Linked DNA regions of Sus scrofa: region 2 is linked to region 1. A link is a contact called in public HiChIP or PLAC-seq data. All regions are on one chromosome and are shown on one strand. Each heading gives the region's core, a stretch centred on a gene start, on an enhancer-like site or on the middle of the called end of the contact. The rest is flanking DNA. Distances are from core to core; before and after follow the strand shown. Region 1 overlaps PRKCH (protein kinase C eta type). Region 2 has its middle 59 kb from the start of HIF1A.

What was found. HiChIP or PLAC-seq counts read pairs in DNA pulled down with a chosen protein or histone mark.
Region 2: an H3K27ac HiChIP or PLAC-seq map of alveolar macrophages shows a contact between it and region 1. The contact joins two enhancer-like sites. A contact is called at or near these places in 2 of 2 datasets of contacts at active chromatin or transcription factors (alveolar macrophages and skeletal muscle).

Annotation. Positions count from the first base shown.
Region 1 is chr1:190,396,818-190,400,662 of Sscrofa11.1, reverse strand. All of the region lies in intron 10 of PRKCH (protein kinase C eta type), which reads right to left. Among named protein-coding and RNA genes, the nearest start is that of PRKCH, 190 kb to the right of the region's middle. Within about 2 kb of position 1,707, at least 3 of the 83 cell types and tissues checked have an H3K27ac peak or open chromatin away from gene starts, as enhancers often do. A contact at or near this core is called in alveolar macrophages, where this site is marked.
Region 2 is chr1:190,564,832-190,568,676 of Sscrofa11.1, reverse strand. No RefSeq gene overlaps it. Among named protein-coding and RNA genes, the nearest start is that of HIF1A, 59 kb to the left of the region's middle. Within about 2 kb of position 1,741, at least 4 of the 83 cell types and tissues checked have an H3K27ac peak or open chromatin away from gene starts, as enhancers often do. A contact at or near this core is called in alveolar macrophages, where this site is marked.

The DNA of each region.
Region 1 (3,845 bases), core at 458-2,957:
CCACTAAGAAGAAATAGTCAAGTCCTTGTTTTGCCAGGCTTAGAACTTAGGGCAAACAAGCAGCAAAAGCTGCTGCAGCCATTTGCTAAATGAACATGCAGCCTTGCGAAGGGGACCTGGGTCCTGCTGGGAGGGGGTGAGGAGGAATGTTTTATGGCAGGAAGGAGTTGAGTTTATAGCCCCAACCCCAGGAAAGGACATGCAGGCTGCTTTTGGCAAATGGCTAAACACAAACCTTTGCCAGCATTAGTAATGCCTTATGTAAGAGCAATATGGAGGGGAGGGGAAAGGAAGGCGGGAGGGAGGGAGGAGGACACTTGAACCTGAACTTTTTGCCATATCAATAGGTCATATCTGGTTACCTGCTCTCCCCATCAGAGAACAACCTGAACCATTAAATGGAAGCCTCTGAAAAACCCAAAGACAAATGATGTTCAGAATCACTCCCAGGCCCTCAGAATTAAACAGGAACCTCATATCTTAACTCTGGATTATAGTCACTACTGCTCTATTTTCTAATTATGTTTTGCATAAAAAAGCCTTGTTCACCCCAATCAAATGACAAACTCCAAGGACAGGCCTGGAATATTCCACAGGTCATTTTTGGACTACTGGTCACAGGCTGGACACAGGACAGCAACACACATGTGAGTTCCTTTCCAAGAAGGAACTTTACCAATTTCCTCCAAAGCAGGACAGAGCGTTTCCTCCAATGCATGACAGAGCAAAATGCGCTAGAGCATCGTATTTTCCCCTAAAATATTCCCTTTGGGAGAATTCACTGCTACGTCCTGAGCACCAACCCAGTCTGATCCCAGTAACCAAAGAGCACAGCTTTTTCAAGACAGCCATGTAGTTGTTCACTTGAAACATGTAAGAACTTACATGTGGAAACACTGTGCAAACCCTTCCCCATTTTATGTAGTAGTATTCTTCCTAATAAAGGTAATTTGCTAAATTACCTTTATTAGGAATCATCACAACTTCCTAAGATCTTAAGTCAACAGAATTCACATATCAGGAGGCAAATGACTTTTCACCTATGTCTCATGTTTAGTTTAGAAAGTATCACCAAACTGGTAAGCAAAAGTAGCAGATGAATACACATTTTGACAGGAGACTAACATTCTTCTTGCCTAAATGCTGGACTAATATTGATCCAATTAAGATTATTTCAGTTTGGTTAAATTTCTCCAGCACCTCAGTTTCTGTGTTAAAACACTGTTAAGGTCACAAGGTGAGTGATCTTAGTCTGAACAGTCACTTTACCCTGGATTTCACTCCATAAATAACCCATGCCACAACATACACAAATCCACACAGAGACCTTCTGCAAACATAAGGTTTCATACAGCAATAATAAGTGGGGCATATTTTACATTTCCTAAGGAACTGTATAGCCCGTGCTGATGATCTTATCCCATAGCAAATCCAGAGTGATCAATTCTGGAGACAAAGCAAATCTGGACTTGTGGCCAAGTATGACAGATAGATAGATAGAGGTCACGTGCAAATACTCAACTGTGCCCTTATGGAGCAATACAGCCCCCATATACTTCCTTCAGTCTGCTTCCCCCTCCTTCCCCAAGTAACCTTGGGGAGGTCATTCAACCAACTTCTGTCTGTTCCCAAGAGGTAGTGTAGTGTGAGCTTAAGGACACAGACTCAGGAGTCAAGCATCTTGGGTTTGAGTCTTGGCCCTGTTCCTTACGAGCTGTGTGATCTTGGGCCAGTTACTTAACCACTGTGTTTATTTCCTTATTATGACATGCAGATAACAACAGTTCCTACCTCATGGGAATTATGAGTTTTTAAATATGAATTGCTTAAAACAGTGCTTGCCATGCACTGAAGTGCTATGGGAGCATGAACTATTACATCCTCATCAACAACAAAATAGATTACAGCATAGGCTACTGCTTAGCATTTTTATGAAAATCAAGACCAATGGAGAGGACACATGGACTCTGTACATTTCAGTAACTATTGTAGCTTTCGAGTTTGGGGCAGTAGGTTTATTATATCATTAGATGATGACTCTGGCTTATGGGCTCTGCAGGGAAGAGAGCAAGAAGCCAAAGCAGGTAGTCACGCAGTGCCCCAGCCTGACACTGGCAATGAGCAAAATTGCCTCAAGAACTGATGAAGCCCCCTCAGCCAACCCCTTCATCTCGCTGAGACCACATCCTGAAGCACTGAGAGGCAGGAACAAAAGTCTCTGTTTGCCATCAACAGCCCCGCCCAGCACAACGAGATAAGGTTGGTTTAAGTCGAGGTCTGCCCAGTTCCATCTTGGCCCCATCAAATGCCAGGTGGTCACTATAGGTGACCTACCCTCTGAAGCAGAGTAAGCTGAAGGGGGAGAAGGGAGGCACTCAATTGTGTTGTTATCCATACCACCACTGTGGCTGGAGGACTGACAAGGGATCTGCACGTCACAATGCAAGCAGGTAAAACCACTGGTACAGCTGGCCTTCATTTTCTACCCTCTCCCAGCCTAATTATTTAGGACATTAACCTAGTTATGCAGATGGGTCTCGCACAATCAGTGATGTGACAAAAGCCAGATCCTGCAAGGCCACCTTTTCTAATTGTTCACTGTTTAAACCACATCATGATTACTGAAGGTATCTTTTCGACATGTCCAAACTGAGTAATAATTTTTACCCTGTGTTTTCACAAATGAGCTGTCAACTCCAGGTACGTCACTTACATTTAAGAATTTCCATCAGGGCCACTGCACCAATGTTCATCTTCTTTTACAGCAGGAAACCAACCAAGGGCATGGGTATTCTAAGGAAGGGGCAGGCAGAGCGTTCAATCTCCCAAATCCTGCCTCAGGCTGCCATTCCTTTATGATTCTTATTTTCCCAACTAAAATGTGATCTCCAGGAAGAGAGGTGCATCTTTTTTTTTTCATTTTTCTATCTTTGTACTTTTGAGTTCCCTCTGGTACCTGAAAATGCATTGCACATCCTGGGCCCCTAATAAATGGCTGGGATTCTGAGTGGTGGGCCCCCTCTGCCATCTGCCATTGGTTTGGTTCTGAGACCCCAGTGAGGTTGTGGAGGGAAGATACAGGGGGTTCTTAGGAAGCTGGGTGATTCTGGCTTGCGCTGGGACCCTGGCACATATCTGGGACCTCTGGAGGCGACAAGAAGCTGCTGTTGCCTGCTGGGGTCCTGTCTTTGGGGTGACCTAGGACTGGGACAGTACCCCAAGAACTTCTGTGGCTCTGAATACACTCTCAAGTCCACCTGGCTCTAGACATTCGTCCTTCACAACTCACCTAGAACCAAAGCCATTTCAATCAAGGACAGTATGCCCTGCTCGATGACTGCTTGGTCATGCTGAGCTTAGAGGTGACAGCAGCTTTTGTTCTCTGAAAAGCAGGATATTAAAAATTCTGTTGACTGCTTAAACAGGATTTATGTGAACATAACTGGCTAATACAGGACACAGTGAACCTGGGAGTGGCTTCTGTCACTAAGACAGTGGCCATGAGCGGAGAGCCCAGGGGGTCAGACTGGCTGGTTGAGTGCAGCCGAGCAGGGGTGGGGAGGGGTGTCCAGTGTGCAGGTTGGCATCTCAGTGCACCAGAACCTTCTGAGGGACACACATCCTACCTTCTCTTTAGAGGCGGCCAAAAGGGTCAGGTGAACCAGCTGGAATCAGGCATAACCTGGTACACTCTCGGGTACCAGTTAGTCAAGGGACAGGACACTTGTTCTAAATCAGAAAGCAAAGGTTTTTGCCTCAGCTCTGCCACCTCTGTGGGCCTCAGATTCCTCATCTGTAAGATGACTGGATGGGACTGGATGATGTCCCCTCCTCACTGCTCCCAT
Region 2 (3,845 bases), core at 492-2,991, 170 kb before region 1:
TTCTGCAGTGGACCACCTCAAAATACTGTTTTATTGCTGTTATTGGGACACTTTTGTACCCACAGGTGGATGTGGTTTTGAGCAAACAAAGATGGGTGATGGTGTAAATAGAGTAATCCTCCTCCTCTCCCTAAACATCCTGATCACATGAGTTGACAGCCAAGCAGAAAACAGGTGGTATTCAAACTGGATGAATAAAGAGGGTTCAATGTGTGGGATATATGCAAGGGTGAGGGCAGGGCTGAGGGAAACCAACAGGAAATAGTGAACCTTCCTGTGTTAGCAACAACAGACTGCTATTACCATCCCTATGTCCTCTATGCCTAAGAGGCAAGAAGAGGGGGAGCTTACAGAAATCTGGAGTGGTCCACCTAACAGGAACTGTGGCATTTCATTGAGGAATGCAGTCACTGTCTAACCGTGACCTGGCAGGGTACAAGTACTCTGTCTCTTTCTCCCTCCTGACCTTTTGCAGGTGATGCTCATTGGCCAAACCCAAGAAGTCAGAGAGCCCAGGAGCCAAATAGATAGAGTGCACAGAGGTCAGCTTCTCTGGAGCACAGAGCAAGGTAAAGAATTGATCTGAATCAGGGAGATGCACAAGCTCCAGTACAACTGGTCCTGCAGTTAGTGATAACCATATCTTTTAAATGACTGAATCTGCTCATGTTATGTTAAACAGTGTGTACACTGAATCTAACAATTCTGCATAGTTACTTATACCTGGATCTTAAATGTACAGCATGAATAAAGTCATTATCCTTCTTGTCTATACATATTCAGACGCATTCCTTAAAATTTCTGAATTCATCTTTTAAGAAGGACTATACTTTTTAGTCAAGTTTCTTAAAGGAATTATTACCACATCGAAAACATCATAGTATATTCACTAAAGGCTATAAATAATTTTGGACAACCTATAGCCTGTGAAGTGCCTTGCTGAGAGGCCAAAACTTCTGATATTTTCAGGAAGAACATTTACCCAATAGGTGAGACAGGGATGTTACTGTGGATTAATAATTGTCCATATAATGTGATTAACCAGCATCAGGGAAATGCCTCCCCTTTGGACCCTCATATGGTATATCAACTAATTTGAGATTCCTTTTTATGGATAGTGGTTCCTCTTTTCGTAAACTGCAAATTCCCTGAGAATTAGAACATCATTCACTCATTTAATTCTTCCTTCATTAAGCATTTACTGTTACTATCTGGTAGTACCTTGTTAGACATTGGAGTGAAAACATGAACAAGACAGTCCTTGTCCTTAAGTTGCTCAGAATCTAATGGAGATTGGACAAAGTCATTAATGACTCCAGAATTGGTTGAGAGATGCCATGGTAGAAGTATCACAAGATAGTCTGGAGGAATATCTAACTTTCTTGGAGGAGAGAAGAAGGGGAAGAGGGTGGTGAGGATAAAGAGAGTCTTCACAGCTGAAAGAAGACATGAACTGAAGATAAATGAGAGCACACAAGGTGGATAGAGTAGAGGTGAGTGTAGAAATTAGATTTTGCAAAAGAAAAAAAAGGTCCCTTCATCAGATCACATCCAGAAGATATGGAACTAGATGAGTGCTCTGAGGTCAAATGAAGGACCTTGAATGCCATTTTAAAAGAGTTGGGGAAAGATGAAGCGGGGATGATAACCAAAATCGTCCTTGAGGCAAGTGCAGAGGGTTGAGTGAAGGAGGAAAGACTAGGGAATGAGTCAGTGAAGAGGGCCTTGCAATTGTTTTAGCAAGAGATGAGAAAGTGTTAACTAATGAGGTGGCAGTGAGAGTGGAGAGGATGGATTCTAAAAATATCTTGGAGGTTACTGAACATGACTTTGTAACCCATTTGCAGTGGTGAAGACTAGGAGAGCATATGAATAATTGAGGAAGAAAGATTAGAATCATGCCCAGGTTATTGTCTTGGGTGACTGGGCAGAGGTTGTAGCATCCACTGAGATGAGAAATACAGGAGGAAGAGAATGTCTGCAAAGGAAAAATGATTGAATTTGGTTTTAAACCTCTTGCCATAGAGCCTGGGAGAGAGGTCTGAGGGACTTGTCAGAAGGTGGGTGGTAATGAAAGCAGTGGATCCAGAGGGACTCTCCTCAAGAGACAACTCAAGGAAAACACAGAAGAGACTAAAGATTAATCCTTGAGGAAGCACCTATATTTGAAGACATGTGAAGAAAGAGGAGCACAGAGAGGAGAACCAGAGCTGACTGGGGTCATAGAGAGGAGAATTTTTAAGGGAAAACAATATCAAATACTACAGAGAGAGGGTGTATTAATTAGGATACATTTAGCTGCAAGTAAAGGAATGAGAGTGAATTATGTTATACAAATGACTTATCAAGCAGTCTGAGGTGGGTGGTCTCCGGTCGTTCCATCCTTCTGCTTTGCCACTGTCAGTGTGTTAAAAATGTCTCAAAGTTCTAGGCTGGACACTCAAGCAACTGAGAGCATTCCAAGCAGAAGGCAAGAGTAGTGGAGACAATAAGCCTTTCTCTTCAGGCATCTCATTCTCTTTCAGGAAGAAAATCTTTCCCAGGGGACTCATCAGACCTCTTCTTGTGTCTCATTGACCAAGGCTCCTTCCCACTCCCTGATTAATCATTGACAAAGTGGAACGAGTTGTCATAACTGGTTAGATCAATCATGACTCATCCCTGAGAACTGAGGGATAAAAAATAAAAGTTTCTGTTAGCAAAAAGGATGGGAAAATGATGATTTTCAGTATCTCCTACAGGAATTTAGTAAGAATAGGACCGAGGGGTATCCATTTGTTTCAGAAATGAAAAGCTTATTGTTGGCCTCAGTGAGAGAAGTTTCTGTGGGCGCTGAGATACAGATTAGCACTGGAGCCAGATTACAATGGGTTGGGAAGTGTATGGAAGTAGGCTGGAGACTACTCTTCAACTAAATGTAAAAAAGTTATCAGTCCTGGAGAGAGGACAAGATGGCGGAGGAGTAGGGAGACACGCTCACCCTCTCCTACAAACACAACAAAAAAAGCACATCTACAGAATAAATGACTCGCACAGAACAGCAACCAATCGCTGGCAGAGGAACCTAAACTCCAATAACGGCAAGAAGTTCGTGACATTATTGGGCAGAACGGGAGAAAAGAGGAGAGTGAGAGAAGGTGAATCTGAGCGGGACGGGCACTCCCGAAAGGGAACTGCGGAGGAGAAAGGGTTCCTGCAGCCTGGAAAGTCACCTACCGGTGGAAAGATCAAACAAACCGGAGGAATCTCCAGATGCAGAGAAGAGTGTAGCAGTAAGTTGGAGTACGGAAAAGCCGATCAAGAACCCAACGGACCATCTGAACTATGGGCACAGTCACCAAAAATTGAGATGCCAGGGTGGGGGCTGGGCACCGAGACCTCGGCCCAGGAGGTTAGTCCCGGGGCTGGGGGGCGGGGCAGAGCGGAAACTGCTTGGGAGGTCTAGAAACCATTTGATGGGGCAGAGACTGCCTGGGAGACTAGAAAACAAAGCTGTCGCAGAGGAAGGGACCAATACTCAAGGGGCGGGGAAGTGGAAAGCTGCATCAGAGGGAACCTGGAAGAAGAGCCTGGTCTGCGCCCATGCTGGGGAGGGGAGAGAAGAAGGGGTGGGTCCCCATAGAATACCCCCCACGCCACAGCAAGCTTACAGGCCCGCTAGCTAGCAGAAAGCTGTGCTTCCCAGTGCATTCCCTCCCCCCACCCCCGCCACCCCCTACACTCTCGCCGAACCTGGGGCTGCCTGCCATCCAGGAGGGCTGGCCTCAACAATTGCCTGAAGCCTACCACCGCAGGGGCTGTCCCTGCACAGGCCTGCTTGCCCTTTGGAGGGGCTACACTTCCGC